3 separate regions of the Mus musculus genome follow, and all the other regions are linked to region 1. Evidence: chromatin contacts called from public ChIA-PET data. All regions are on one chromosome and are shown on one strand. The core of a region is the stretch at or near the end of the contact, and the rest is flanking DNA. Distances in the headings are between cores, read along the strand shown. Region 1 has its middle 16 kb from the start of Gm35240. Region 2 has its middle 5.2 kb from the start of Gm35189. Region 3 overlaps Gm40446 (a long non-coding RNA gene).

Region 1 (4,447 bases), core at 560-3,059:
AAGACCCAGACATGGCTGGGTCAATAGACTGTCAGTTTGAAAACAAGGAAAGGACAGGAATGTCATGACACTCAGCAGGGTGTATGGATTTACTAAAGACAAACCATACAAGATGGAAACAAAGGTGCTGGCTTTGACCGGGGGCCACAAACGTATACTTGGAAGGATACTGTGGGTCAATGGGAAGTGAGTCTTACTTTAGCTTCTTTCCCCTGAATTCTAACTTAGAAAACTAGCAAGATGTGTTAGTTCTCCTCAAATTAGGAAGGAGAGGGAAAGCGCTACCCACTGGAGCTTGTTCCTCTCCAGAGAATGGTTGAGTCGCCTCCAATGCTAAGATCCTTGCATTTGAGGTGAGTTTGTCCTGGGGCTCCCAAGCCGTGGAGGAAGCATGTTTATTGATTGAGTCGTGCATTTTACAAGGGGAGAAATGGATTGTCCTGACCCTGTTTTATGGTGTGGCTGTTTAGTACAGCAGAGAATACTGTTTTGAAGCACCAGCTGCAGGCAGCCTGCAGGTCTTCGGTCACTTCAGGTGAGCAGCAGGCATTTTGATTTTCTAGACGTGACAGCACAAATGATGTGCAGCCCCCATCTTCTCTAACTCCTTGCTTCCAGCCCATCCCTGATTCAGGATGGGATCAGAGGACCATCCCATTTCTGGAGGGGAAACTCTCTTGCCTGCGTTCCTAGCCTGACCTTGCGGGTTGTTGTCGATGTCTGCCAGGCTGATTGATTACTCTTGCATTATTTGCCTGTGTACAACCAGAAATATCTAAGAGATAGAGTTCTTCTGTCCTCACCAATAGCTACCGGAAAGCCTCTGGGTGCCATGAAGTGGGCAAAGCCACCACAAGTCTGCACAATCGCCTGTGCACTTGGTATGTACATGGCTATTTATGGTTTGTATATGTGTCCTGTAACTCACTTGGCCATCCCACACCTACTGGGCACTAACCATATGCCAGGCACTGTGCTAGAAACTGCTGATAGGAAAATGGCTGAAAGGCACCCCAGTCTTAAAGCCCAGTGTGAAAAGAAAGACAGAGCCATAAACACACAGTAGTAGTGCAGTGTGATAAGGGCAAGAGGAGGAGGGAGTATGGCCAAAGACAATTAAATATTGTTCAATCTCAAATGGTATACCAGAAAAGGAATGGTAGTTTATTGAGTCTCATAGGACTCTAGAGGTGCTCTTTGGTTGTTAAGCCCTTAGAGCTGAGTCCTGGCCATGGGACTCAGCAGTGATTTTTCCTGGGGGGGGGGGGGGACTTACTTAAATTTGCCCTAGCAAACAACAACTTGCCAGAGAAGCTGCACTATCCAAGTCCAGCTTGGTGAACCAATAGGTTAATTGGGGTTACTTATAAGAATATGAGACAAGGAGTTACGTATAGGAGCATGGGTGATTATTACGAAAACTCCGTCCTTGGAATTCTCGGCACAACTTAGAGGCAGTCACACCACTGAGAAGGCTCTCTTCCCCAAACAGTTACCTCTTATTCAACATCAAAGAAAGGGCCTTTGTGAACCCTGTTTTGTGTTCTGTGAGCTGAGTCTTGCAAATTTCTTGAGCCTTCTGGGTTCTCCCCATCCATCCATAAAGGAACAATTCAATCCCAGTGATGAGGGAGGAGCAGCAAAGGGCAGTGGGTGCCAGGCGAGCAGGAACAAATGACAGCAAGGTCCCTTTGCCTAGAGTTCCTAGGCAGGTCTGAGGTTCTTGGGCTGCCTGGACCACAGAGTCCTCCGTTCTTCATAGGAAGTGATGAACCACAATCAACAACTGCAGCTGTCAACAGACTTAGCCTGCAAAGCGGCTAAGGAGTTGACTGTCATGTCTGGCCAACTTTGTCCCCTCTCTAGTTCCTTGTTTATGCTCAAGGACACCAAGTACTTTCTATCTGTGAAGGTACTTCCTGTCTTTCTGTAGGGGGTGCCTCTCCCTGGAGGCCGTACTTGGTCTACAGTCCTGATGAGTTTCAGACAAATAGGGCCGCATCTTGATTCATACCACTTAGAGCTAAAACATCTTCCAACAAACGGGAATTGCTGCTGTAGGGAGCTTCAGACAATGTTCTTTTCATTAATTAAAATGACAGGGAGCTATTCAGCCCTCAGCTCAGAACTGTCTCTAAAAGATGATTAGGTATTCAGGGTTGTCACACGATATGCCTCAAGGCACTCTGGGAAGTGGGGGGGGGGAGCTGGGAGTGAAGCAGAGCCTGTAAGCACTAAGAAAAGAGATAACCCTTTTAGAAGCTGGCATGGGCCAAGGTCAGATGCAATGTCATAGTGCTTAGTTGGTTCCTCTTAGGACGCCCTTCCCATTGTTACTTGGCCAAAGGAAAGGGGCAGTGACTAAGTGGAAAGCAAACCAGACCAGAAATTGGAAAGTTAGAAGTCTAGATTCAGCTCTGCTCTGTGTCAAAGGAATCACTTGCCTGGGTAAAGCCAATGCTGTGCCTTAGTTTCCTTGCCTGTGAAATGGGTTGGCCCACACTTGCAAGCTAAGAGGGCCACCCAGGATATTATGTATCTGAGAATCATTTCTTGGCTCACCTGTAAATGAGAATACATCCAATCTCTAGGCCATTTCCAGCCCCACAATCAACAAGCTATTGAAAGATGAAAATATTATGACCCCCAAATACTTGGTATTAGTATTATGCTTTTATTATTCTCCATGGTAACCTAAGTATTTTTATAAAATGCTTAATACTTCACTGTTTTCCACTGGCTGGTACTTAGCAGAAAGGAGCAAAGCAACCCAAAACCTGTGGCTGGTCAGAATGCCTTCTCTAGGGATCCGTGTCATGGCCACCTGCTTGAAAAGGAAGACTCTGTGGCCAAGTAAATCCCAAAGGACATTGCCATCATGTCCCTCTATCCAGTGACGAACGCTCATTCAACTTGAAGATGAATATTTTACCTCAGGGTTAGATGTTACAGGGAAGAAAAGCAATGGTGCTTTAAGTCAGATCAAAAATTTAAAACCCTCTGTTTGTGGATGGTACAAAAGAGAGGTAAGACATGGTCCCTTACATTCATGCCAACTAGGCAGGGCCCATGAACAGGAAGTACCCACCAGGGATGGGTTAGACGAGTGTCTAATAGAAGCACATAAGATCTTAGGGGTACTCTGTGGTTGGGTGTTAGAACAATGGCAACAAGTAGCCTGTGATGTGGGAAAGAGATGTTGGGGGATCAAATGTATGATTTGACTCTCTGGGAAAACCTGTATTGAAGTTTAATCTCACTGCAAGGGGCTAAGAAAGCAAACTTAACCCGGTCAGAGTATTTTGAAATAGAATCCTTGGAAGGTGACTAAAATTAAATGAGGCCAGTAGTGTAGGAGCCTACCCCAAAGGGACAGTGGCTTTATAAGTAAAGGAAAGACCTGGGCTTGGATGTTGTATCTTCATGCCCCATATCACCTTGGGAGTTTGCAGGAGAGTCCCTACCAGCAAGAATGACTTACTACATGTGGCTGCCCAGTCTTGAACTCTCCAGACTTCCTTCAATGCTTTGAATTACATTTTACATTTATTTTTTACACTATGAGTGTGTGTATGGAGTTTCAGAACACACAGTGAGCAGCCACGATGGCATCCTGCTGGATTGTGTGTAAACTGATAAACTGGGAGGCAGATAGGGAAGGTGAGCACATAGCACTCCTGACATCTCCAGACCAGAAGGCTTGGGCCTCCATTAAACAGAGCAGTCATGGCCGCCACATTGATGCCCACTGGAATTTCTACTTCACAAAGTTCACCCAGAAACATGGCTCATCCAAGAGGCCTTAGGTTTAGGAGATTCTTTGTCAATGACAGAAATGAACGTCAGAAGCTGTCTGTCCTCTCAGGCTTTCTCCTGGGGTATAGGCCAATATATATAATGAACTCAGGTGACCCAAACTTTAGCAAGTCAAGTAAACTTCGAGGGTCTGCTAAGATGGCTGGTTCTCACTGTCAGGATGTCTACAAATCAGTGGGGAGTATTCCAGACAGGAGAGTTTTGTGAACTCCCAGGTTGTCACTCAAAACTGAAAACGTGGTTTTTGCCTGGACTGCATGTTTCTAGGTTCTTGGTGTCTTGTTCAAAGGATTGGAAAAAAATCACACGTACAAAAAGCCGAGCAGCATAGGATCCATGCAGAAGTAAAGCTGAAGTACACAGTGGTGAGTAAGTGGTGGGGATGCAACAGGCCCTGACGGGCAAACATGACACTCGGGAGTGTGAGGTCATTTCTTGGGTTTTTCTTGTAGGGGCCAGGGAGGAAGAAGTGTTGGTTGCTAGAAGCTGTGAGTGGTTTTCTGTTTTGATTGACAGACTTGGATTATGTAAGCCCCGTGGGTGGTTTTTTTTTTTTTCCCTAATGCATCTGGTTTTGATCATAGGCATTACTAGTCATGCATAGCATAAGATGGAAACTGGCTTAAGGTGG
Region 2 (4,447 bases), core at 1,277-3,776, 480 kb before region 1:
TGTGTGCCAGCGAGTCAAGCAGTGGAGTTTAGCTTTATGGATATAAAAGCACTGAAGAAAATGGAAGAAGAAAAGTTGAAGAGGAGCTGGAGGAGGAGCAGGAGCAGGAGGAGGAGCAGAAGGAGGAGGGGGAGCAGAGGAGCAATAGTAGCAGAAGAGTGTCTTGGTCATTTCAAAGCTACTTTCCTGGTAAGCGAGGGAGTGCAGAGAGACAAACTAATAGAAAAAAGCTAACTGATTAGATGGTGATCCATCCACCCCTCCCAGAAGTCCAGATAACAACTTAGTTTTGGTTTAGTGATGGAGAATGTCAGTTTGATTTCAATTTTTCTTCTGGTCTGTTGAGTCTATACAGAGCTTAGTCCCAAGCGGTAGCCTCCTGTGATGTTCCTGTGACACTCCTGTGATGGTCCTGTGACACTCCTGTGATGTTCTTGTGACACTCCTTTGATAGTCCTGTAACACTCCTGTGATGTTTCTGTGACACTCTCATCCCTGGCTCACTTTTCCCACTTTCTCACTTTGTGGGATCACTGACCAAGCTAACTCCTTGTCCTCAAACCTTTGCCCCAGTGTCTGCTTCGTGTGTACTGGTGGTGGGGATTGAAGCTGAGGCAGTGACTCTGGAGAGCCTGTCTGTCTCTAACAGGAAAACATAAACTACGCTGGCTGAAACTGGCACTCCTCTGTCAATTCAGCTACTGGTGACAGCAGAAATTGTTAACAACTTCCGTTTACTGATAGCTTCCTTGGAAGGGATCATGACCCCATCACGTTCTCCCACACCCTATTCAGAGCAGTCTGAGGGGACTAACTATGCTCCTTTATCTTCTAGTTGAGGAAACAATGACACTGGGGCAGAATCTTAGAAGTTGCTAGTGCCAGAGTTGACATTTGACCTTGGCAAATTTTGTTCTGGAGTGCAAACTCTTGACCACATGATTAACTTTACAAACTATTAACTACTAAACAAGCCAAGGGTCTGGGAAGGCCTGCACAGTTCTTTGTGTGGTTTGTTGAAGCATCTTGGGATGACTGAGATGGTAACATAGGTATGGAGAGAGTTAAGAATTAGAAGTCTGAATCCAAACTACCTACAAACCCAAGGTCCTGGAGCAAACCGTTTCTCAGCTCTTAGCTTAAACTTCATTTCTAATGTGAGGTTCAAATGAAATGAAACCTATGGTTGATTTGGATGCTATAGGGGATACACCACAGCTTCCCACCACCCTTCTCAAGGGAGGGCTTTCCTTAATAACTTCCAGGGCACAGGTCTCTTTCCTTGAAAGAGTTAGCGTATATGGGTATAAGACGTGAATGAAGTAGCATGGTGTAGTTTGCCTGGCCCAGGTTTGCCTGTTTGTTTGTGCAGGACAATAGGCTTGTGTGATGATAGAACTTAGGATCTGATAACTCCAGTTTTTACTTTACTTTTAGTTGCCCCAAGATTCAGTTTTCTGGTCTGTGAAATGAGGAGAATAAAGGGAGACTTTGGAGCGAGTTCAGAGGTACACACAATGTGTTGGTCGAAATGTCATGGTCAGAGTAAGGGGTCTTTATTATTACTCTTGATTTTAGAACAGAAAAACAAACAAACAAACAAACAAACAAACAAACATGCAACCCCACTCAAAGATGTAGAAAGAGAAAAATGGAACCCACTGCCTTTAGGATCCAAGAATAGACTTACTAGCAATCTTCATCTGCTCAATGCAGGGAAGGCAGGGAAGTCCCTTAGTCACAGTTCCTATCTACATTCAGATCACACATCTCACCAAAGAAAAAGATAAAGATGGTGGAAGCCATGGACTGTCATAACCGCATCAACATATCTACAGCAGTGGATGCATACAGAGACTGTACTTAACAAACAAAAGTGAATACTTCCGAATCTCAGAGCAAACAAAATCGGTGCATATTGGGGGTGTGGGGTGTGGGGTAATGTCCCCAGCTGGAGAAGAGTCCGGGTGGCTACTTAGACTCTGCTCAGCAGCCAGGCATGGACTTTGAAAGTAGCTGGTCAGGGGTAGAACTTCAGGCAAGGGGTGGAAAGAAACAGGGAGGGGTGGAGAGAAGGAAGCAAGGACTCCTTACACAGCAGCACGAGGCTGAGGAAGTGATTTCCCCTACCCCGCCCCGCCCAGGGGCTCATGGGAGGGAACCTACTGGTTCCCCAGACTCGTGAGAACTCATGCTTCGGAGGGTCTTATAAGTGCCTTTTGGAAACTCAGCATTTGTTAACTTGTCACCGCATAAAGGCAGGAGAGAAGCCTGACATTTTTCTGACGCCTGAAAGCGAAAGAAGAAAGGGTTCTTACTGTCAGGGCCACATCCTGAATGACAGGGGTCAGTGTGTGCAACCGATCCGTGTGGGCGCAGGCTTCTAATTATTTCCTGGATAACCTGTTATCTATTATCCATCAGGCGCCTTGCCAGAATATGCTAACGTCTCCAGAGTTCCTGCTCTGGAGTCTGAGGAACTTGTTTTCATTTTTAAAGGGGACGCAGGCGTTGAGTGACAGCAGCTGGGTATCACAGTAGAAGGGCTACCCTCTGTTGGGCTTGAGCTGATAGAGAGCAAAGGCTACTAAGGTGTGGGTGGGACGGGTGGGGTCAGAGTGGGGCGCCCGAGGGGGTGAGGGGGCCCAAGCCCCTGGTCAGAAACAAAACATTTTCTCCTCAGGACTCCTTCCCTCAGGCTTCTCTTGGAGACTTGGCTGTAATCAGAAATGTCTGGAAATTTTTTCTGAGAAAGTTGAGTTTTCTTAGGCTGTAGTCATTTGCTGGACAAACACGGAAGCTCTTCAAAGAACCTTCTTCTGGGAGACAGGGAAGGGAGGATCCACACCCAGGCGAGCTATCAACTATCAGTCACACCCTGGCCTATATTTGTACTAAAGCACAAAGAAAAGTCAGCCAGTGGGAGGGGACCACAAATATGGGACATTGTTCTGTTTTCTAAAGATAGCCCTTGTTCATTTATTTAAAATTTGGAAAGTCCAGGAAAAAAAAAAGACTAGAAGTTGATTTCTCAGAGGCCCATTGTCCTTGTTAACATTTTGGCTTAGGATGTACCCCCTTCCGCCATGTTAATTTATACCAACCCTTGAAAGCCAGGACTTTTAAGCTAAAAATATAATGCTTCCCTTTCATTCTTTGGAAGCGTGGGGAGGGCAACGTGTTGTTTAGCGCTGGAGTTTAAGGTCAGAGTTCTGGAACCCTCAGAAGGCCCATGTTGCCAGGCTAAAGGTGAGCCCTGCTTACTCCCCAGGGCCTGGGATGGCTAAAATCCAGGGCCTTTTGTTTCAAACAGAGCAAGGGGGTTAAAAGAGTATTCCAGTTATCAAAAGCCCACAGACATGGGGCCAGCTCTCCACGGAAGCTTCCAGAAAACTAGAGAAGGTGGAACAAAGTTATCGAAGGTTCAGAAATCGGTTGAAAAGGGACAGATGAGGTAATCAGATACTAGGTGGTTCCAGATTTCTGCCATGGAGCAAATTCCAGGCCAGAGCTCAGGCACAGAAAAGCAAGCCAAACTCCAAGCTCTTAGCGGAGCAGACAGGCCAGGAGAGGCCGGGTGGTGGGAATTGGCCTAGCAGAATGTAAGGGAGGCAGGAATTACACAACGCTGTCTCAAAGGTTTGACGGGAACATTCTGCTGAGCACCAGGCTGTATGGGCACGGGATCATAGGCAAGGCTCCAGGAGATGACAGAAAAAGCAGTTTTAGGGGCACTTACAACATTATACTTTTAAAAATTAGGTTCTGAATTTTAAAAGATTTTTACTTTGTATATTCGTTTTGCCTACATGCCTATATGTTTTGCCTACATACGCTTGTGTGTCTGCTGCCTGCAAAGGTCAGAGGAAGGTGTCAGGTCCCCTGCAACTGGAGTCACAGATGATTGTAAGTCAGTCATTGTGTGGATGCTAGGGGTTGTATCTGTGTCTTCTGCAAGAGCAGTCAGTGCCCTTAACTACTGAGCCATCTCTCCAGCCCTAAATAAGTTCCTTTGGACAGAAGAATAGAAATATTTGTTAAAGAAGGCATTGGGTTGCTAAGTAGGTAACTAAGCGGGTTAGAGAGGAACTCTGAGCTTCATGTCTTAAACCTGTTGCTTACAGGAATCTTTCACACTAGTGCAGACTCCTTGAGAGGCCCTCAGAATGTCTGTGAGGTAAAATTGATTGGCATGTATCAACATTATTAGAAAGAAAAGTGAGACTTTGTTTAAACCTTTGTTTGTTTGTTTATTTTGATTTTTTTCGAGACAGGGTTTCTCTGTGTAGCCCTGGCTGTCCTGGAACTCACTTTGTAGACCAGCCTGACCTCGAACTCAGGAATCCACCTGCCTCTGCCTCCCAAGTGCTGGATTTACAGGGTATGTGTACCCCTATGTCAAGCAGTAATAACACTGTTTAAATGGACAAGAAATGATAATATACAA
Region 3 (4,447 bases), core at 1,220-3,719, 360 kb before region 1:
TGTGTGCCACCACACTGGCTAGCCACCGACTTACATTGCTATCTACATGACTTCAGTATACAGCCCTTGGACTGTACCCCAGCTTTTCTAGGCGTGAGACCCACTAACTAGTCCATGTTACAACAGGACCAATTACAAACCCAAGATCTCTGGCTTGAGTCCTTTTGCTCTCTTCCCAATGTCTGGGCCTCTATGTTTGTTTTTCTGCTTGGCAGGTGTGACAAGAAACTATAAGGGGTGTAACAAAGCTTGCTTGCTTCTTCTAAGAAAGTCCAGGCACAGGGCACTTGGGGCACCTTTACTTTTCAACATTGTGTAATCTAAAGCAGGAGAAGCAAGTTCCAGGCCAGCTTGGGTTTCATGTAGCAATGAGGCAGGGCAGACAACAGACATGGACAATTATGGGGTCGTGAGACGGGAAAGGGGCCCTTCACGCCCGAGTCTGAAGCTTCTGCCAGCCAAAGAATCAAGAAAGACAACCCAATTAACATTTCCAAAGATGGTTATTGACATGGAGACAATATATGTTTTTTAATATATAGAGATGTTTTCAAGTAAAACATATAAACAACAGTGAACCATGCTTAAGAGCTAAAGAAATGTACGTGGCCTTTCTTCTCCCCTAGCTGTAAACCTGCAATTTTCTAGGATTCTTGCCAGAAACTCCACTTACAGTAAAAGCTTTATCACCATTGTGAAACCCCGAAGCTCATGATTTTATCTTATCACATTGTAATCTAATCAAAGGCAGCTCCAGAGATGCCCTATAATTTTATTTATCAAAAAAAATATAGAAAGAAAATGTCTCAACAATCTTTTGAAAACATAGCTTGAGAGCCACCAAAATGGTGCATGTGGCTCCTGCCAAGACACTTTCAGGTGCCTCTCTTTTGAAAAGCCCTTACACAGCCCGTGGTATGCCTTCTTATTTAAAACTGCCTTTCTGTTCTTAATAAAACTCTAACCCTGCTGTATATACTGGCTCGTCCTGTAATTCCTTTCTGTGTGGAGAATCCAGATTTATTCAACTCGAGGTCCCTGGAAAGTTCGGGAAACTCCTTGGCTGCTGCCTGTAGCTCTGGGTTCTGTATCCTTGTTCTACAGAGACTGACAAGATCCGGTCACTAACAACCACCAAGACACAGACAGATCTGTGCTGCAAACCACGTAGCTATTTATTCTAGCCAGACTTGTATAAGACAAGGCAAATGAAAGCCCTTTGGCCTAAATAGCTGTTTCTCAAGATGCTCTGACACAGGGAGGCCTCCGTCTGTCAGTACAGTATTTACTTAAACACCTTACCTGTCCACTTCTAACTCTGCCCCGCAAGTCTCAAGGGGACAGGAAAAAAAAACAAAAACAAAAACAAAAACAAAAACAAAAATAAGTTTCAAACCAATCCATCTGCTTTCCATTTCCTGCAGAATGCTAAAAGAAGTCTTTCTAAGGCTGCTTAAAATATGTCCTGTCCTCTGGCCCGCCCCTTCAGAGAGCTCACTGTGTCCTCAGACCACCTCAGCCACTTCCTCCCACACCTGGGGCTGTCTCTTTGCGCATGCTCTCTTTGAACAATGCTCACAGTTATTTCAGGCACTGGCCTTAGGTTTTCCGAATTCAAAGGCACCTTTTTCCTCTTCTGTTCAGAGCACTTCCTCTGTCTCCTCCTTTGCCCCTTTCTTTCTTTCTTTCTTTCTTTCTTTCTTTCTTTCTTTCTTTCTTTCTTTCTTTCTTTCTTTCTCTTTTTCTTTTTTTTTTTTTTTTTTTTTTTTTGCAAATGACCACTATCAACATTGGAGAGTGCCTGGTTCACTGGAGTCTGGGAAATGACCTTGGCAGGATGTAGAGCAGTGCAAGGGCCAAGACCTTCCTGGGGCTCAGCTGCCACTCTTTGGACCTTCCCCCTGTTTTCAAGGCTGGAGCAGGGTAGAATGGCGCCTGTATTTAGTAAGCCAGTGTTTCCTTTCTAACTTTGAGCAGTGACTCCAGAGCCTAGCTACCCTTGACTTGGCTCCTTTCCGCGTAGCATCTGTTAAGTAGTGACCTTTGCTACCAATTAACCAGAGCAAGGCTTTATTCCGTTGCAGAGAACCACCAGATTGTAAACAAAATTGGGGGGTGGTGTGGTGTTGGGGAGGATCAGTTTTGAGTGACACTCAGGACTATGAAAATCCTCAGCCTCTTTTCTGTGCTGGGAACTGCAGCACTTCCTCTTGCTCAAGGATTTAAATTGATCTTTTGTCTGGGACAGATTACCAGACCCCACACTTGCCCTTAAATGTGCCATCTAGTCCTGTAGTTCAGGGTCCTGCCAAGAACAGGTTAGGCAAGCCGACAGCAGCTGCTACAGCCCTAACGCTAACGCCCTAACGCTTTTCTCTAAATGTCAACAAGGAGAACTCCAGAGAGCTGCCTTTCTGCGCGGCCCCCAGCGTGCAGTAAGCCTCAGCTGTGGCATTTAGAAGGGCTACCTCCAGAGACCGGATGTGTGCACACTCAGAGAGAGCAGCGAGGACCTCGCCACATGAACCAGGAGGATGGATGGCGGTGGTTAGAGGAATATGCAATTATTTAACAGAGACCTGGTAAGCACACATTGAGTGTTACTGAGGCTGGAGAGAGGGAACATCAAGGGGACAACGGCAGGGGAAGAGACCCTTTCCTGTGAGGTCCAGATTGTCTTTCCTGATGGCAGAGCGAAGAAACTTCAACACCAAAATCGCCTGTAGAGATAGCATGTGCTTTCCAGACCATCTTAAACAAGAAGGTTAAGAACAATAAACTTTAATCCCAGCACTCAGGAGGCAGAGGCAGGCGGATTTCTGAGTTTGAGGCCAGCCTGGTCTACAGAGTGAGTTCCAGGACAGCCAGGACTATACAGAGAAACCCTGTCTTAAAAAACAAACAAACAAACAAAAATAACAACAACAAAAAAACCCAAAAACAAAAACAAAAACAAAAAAACCCAATGAACTGTGCTTCCTTGGGCCCTGAACACTTAGCACTCCTTTCTAACCCCCTCACTCTAAGCAATGTCTCTCCTAAAAGCACTTTACATTTTTATTTACAAAAGGAGTTTTTTTTTTTTTTTTTTTTTTTTTTTTTTTTTAAGATAGGAGAAACAAGTAAACAAGTTTTGCTTAGTCTTTAATCCTCAATGTAAACTACACTGTCAGAGCCGGGTGGGGATGTTCGCTGAATGTGATAGAACACCTTTCTGCTCCCTATGATACTATACGGCGTGGGGGCGGTCAAGGGTCACCAAAGCCACCTGGAGCCACTGGTTTCTCAGATTCTTGTCTGGTCCCCAAGAAAACAAGAAGTGAGAAGATCAAATGTAGATTCATTAAGGAAAAGTGAGAGCAATTCCAGGAAAGGGAGTAGGACCAGGAGTACCAACATGCTGCCTGCTGGCCTGTCCCAGGGCTTGTGGTGGCCTGTCCCGGGGCTTATGGCCACTATTTGATAGGGACCGAGATAATCTATTGAGATTGGCCATCTTTGAATGCATGACAGCTGATCCAGCAAGTGGCCTACAGACTTCCCTGCTCAAGTGAAGTGACCATGTGTCACTTGCTCAGTCAGGGGAGTGGTCACGGTCCGTGTTCACTTTCATCCTCTTTCTCCCAACTTGTTTGACTTGTTTTATAAGCTCTTGATCCAGTCACTTCCCTTTCTTGGTCTCAGGCTATATGACTAGTTTATAGTCTCGCTCTCTACCTTACTGCCTACCTGTCTCTAGATGACTAAGAAAAAGCCACCGAATCTCTATATCTCTCTGTTTCTGTCTCTGTCTCTGTCTCTGTCTCTCTCTCTCTCTCTCTCTCTCTCTTTCACATACACTGTAAAGATATCTAAGTTTGAGTCTCTTGAGAAACCCCCAACCCACATCTTAGGTGTATACTGGGCTTTTGATCTGGTCAGTGGGTTTTGTTGTTGTTGGTTTTGTTTTGGTAGCATAATCAAGGACCTGATGTTACCCTAGATCCCTAAAGGGGGAGAGTTATCTGTAAGGTACCTCAGCCCATAAAGGTACTTGATCTAATGGGAAGGAAACTCCTCTGAGCTGTTGGCAGTAGTATGATGCACAGTCACCCTGCCTTGACTTGACACTGTTTTCCTGTAAGTACTGTGGCTGAGTCAGTGAACAACATGTCTAAGTTGCTACCTGTATGAATCTTGTGTGGGACAGAATTTCATCAAGAAAACTAACCTGATGGAGGGTATCCAATCAGAGTTGAGGGGAGAGAAGTTCTTTAATGGAAGACCAGGAAAGACTTCTCTGGTGAGGTTCTATCAGAGTCAAAATCTGAAAGGAGTAAGCCATCTACCTGAGTGGCTAGAAGAACTTTCCAAGCAGAGAAAATATGCAGTGTAAAGACTGTATAGAGGGATGTGCATGGTGTGTGTGACTGGGACTCTGAGTGAAAGTAGCGAGCAGGAGACGGAG

Evidence for each region. ChIA-PET counts read pairs in DNA pulled down with a chosen protein or histone mark.
Region 2: a contact with region 1 is called in an RNA polymerase II ChIA-PET map of memory CD8 T cells, with 8 read pairs. The contact joins two enhancer-like sites. A contact is called at or near these places in 5 of 484 Hi-C or Micro-C datasets (B cells, the C10 cell line, CD8 T cells and 2 more), 6 of 115 datasets of contacts at active chromatin or transcription factors (acute myeloid leukemia, embryonic stem cells, memory CD8 T cells and 1 more) and 1 of 9 other capture datasets (embryonic stem cells).
Region 3: an RNA polymerase II ChIA-PET map of memory CD8 T cells shows a contact between it and region 1, with 5 read pairs. The contact joins two enhancer-like sites. A contact is called at or near these places in 2 of 115 datasets of contacts at active chromatin or transcription factors (embryonic stem cells and memory CD8 T cells) and 1 of 9 other capture datasets (embryonic stem cells).

Annotation. Positions count from the first base shown.
Region 1 is chr12:77,535,487-77,539,933 of GRCm38.p6, forward strand. No RefSeq gene overlaps it. Among named protein-coding and RNA genes, the nearest start is that of Gm35240, 16 kb to the right of the region's middle. Within about 2 kb of position 1,810, at least 57 of the 459 cell types and tissues checked have an H3K27ac peak or open chromatin away from gene starts, as enhancers often do. A contact at or near this core is called in B cells, CD8 T cells, acute myeloid leukemia and 1 more, where this site is marked.
Region 2 is chr12:77,058,080-77,062,526 of GRCm38.p6, forward strand. No RefSeq gene overlaps it. Among named protein-coding and RNA genes, the nearest start is that of Gm35189, 5.2 kb to the left of the region's middle. Within about 2 kb of position 2,527, at least 189 of the 459 cell types and tissues checked have an H3K27ac peak or open chromatin away from gene starts, as enhancers often do. A contact at or near this core is called in B cells, CD8 T cells, acute myeloid leukemia and 1 more, where this site is marked.
Region 3 is chr12:77,175,977-77,180,423 of GRCm38.p6, forward strand. All of the region lies in intron 1 of Gm40446 (a long non-coding RNA gene), which reads right to left. Among named protein-coding and RNA genes, the nearest start is that of Gm40446, 14 kb to the right of the region's middle. Within about 2 kb of position 2,470, at least 90 of the 459 cell types and tissues checked have an H3K27ac peak or open chromatin away from gene starts, as enhancers often do. A contact at or near this core is called in memory CD8 T cells, where this site is marked.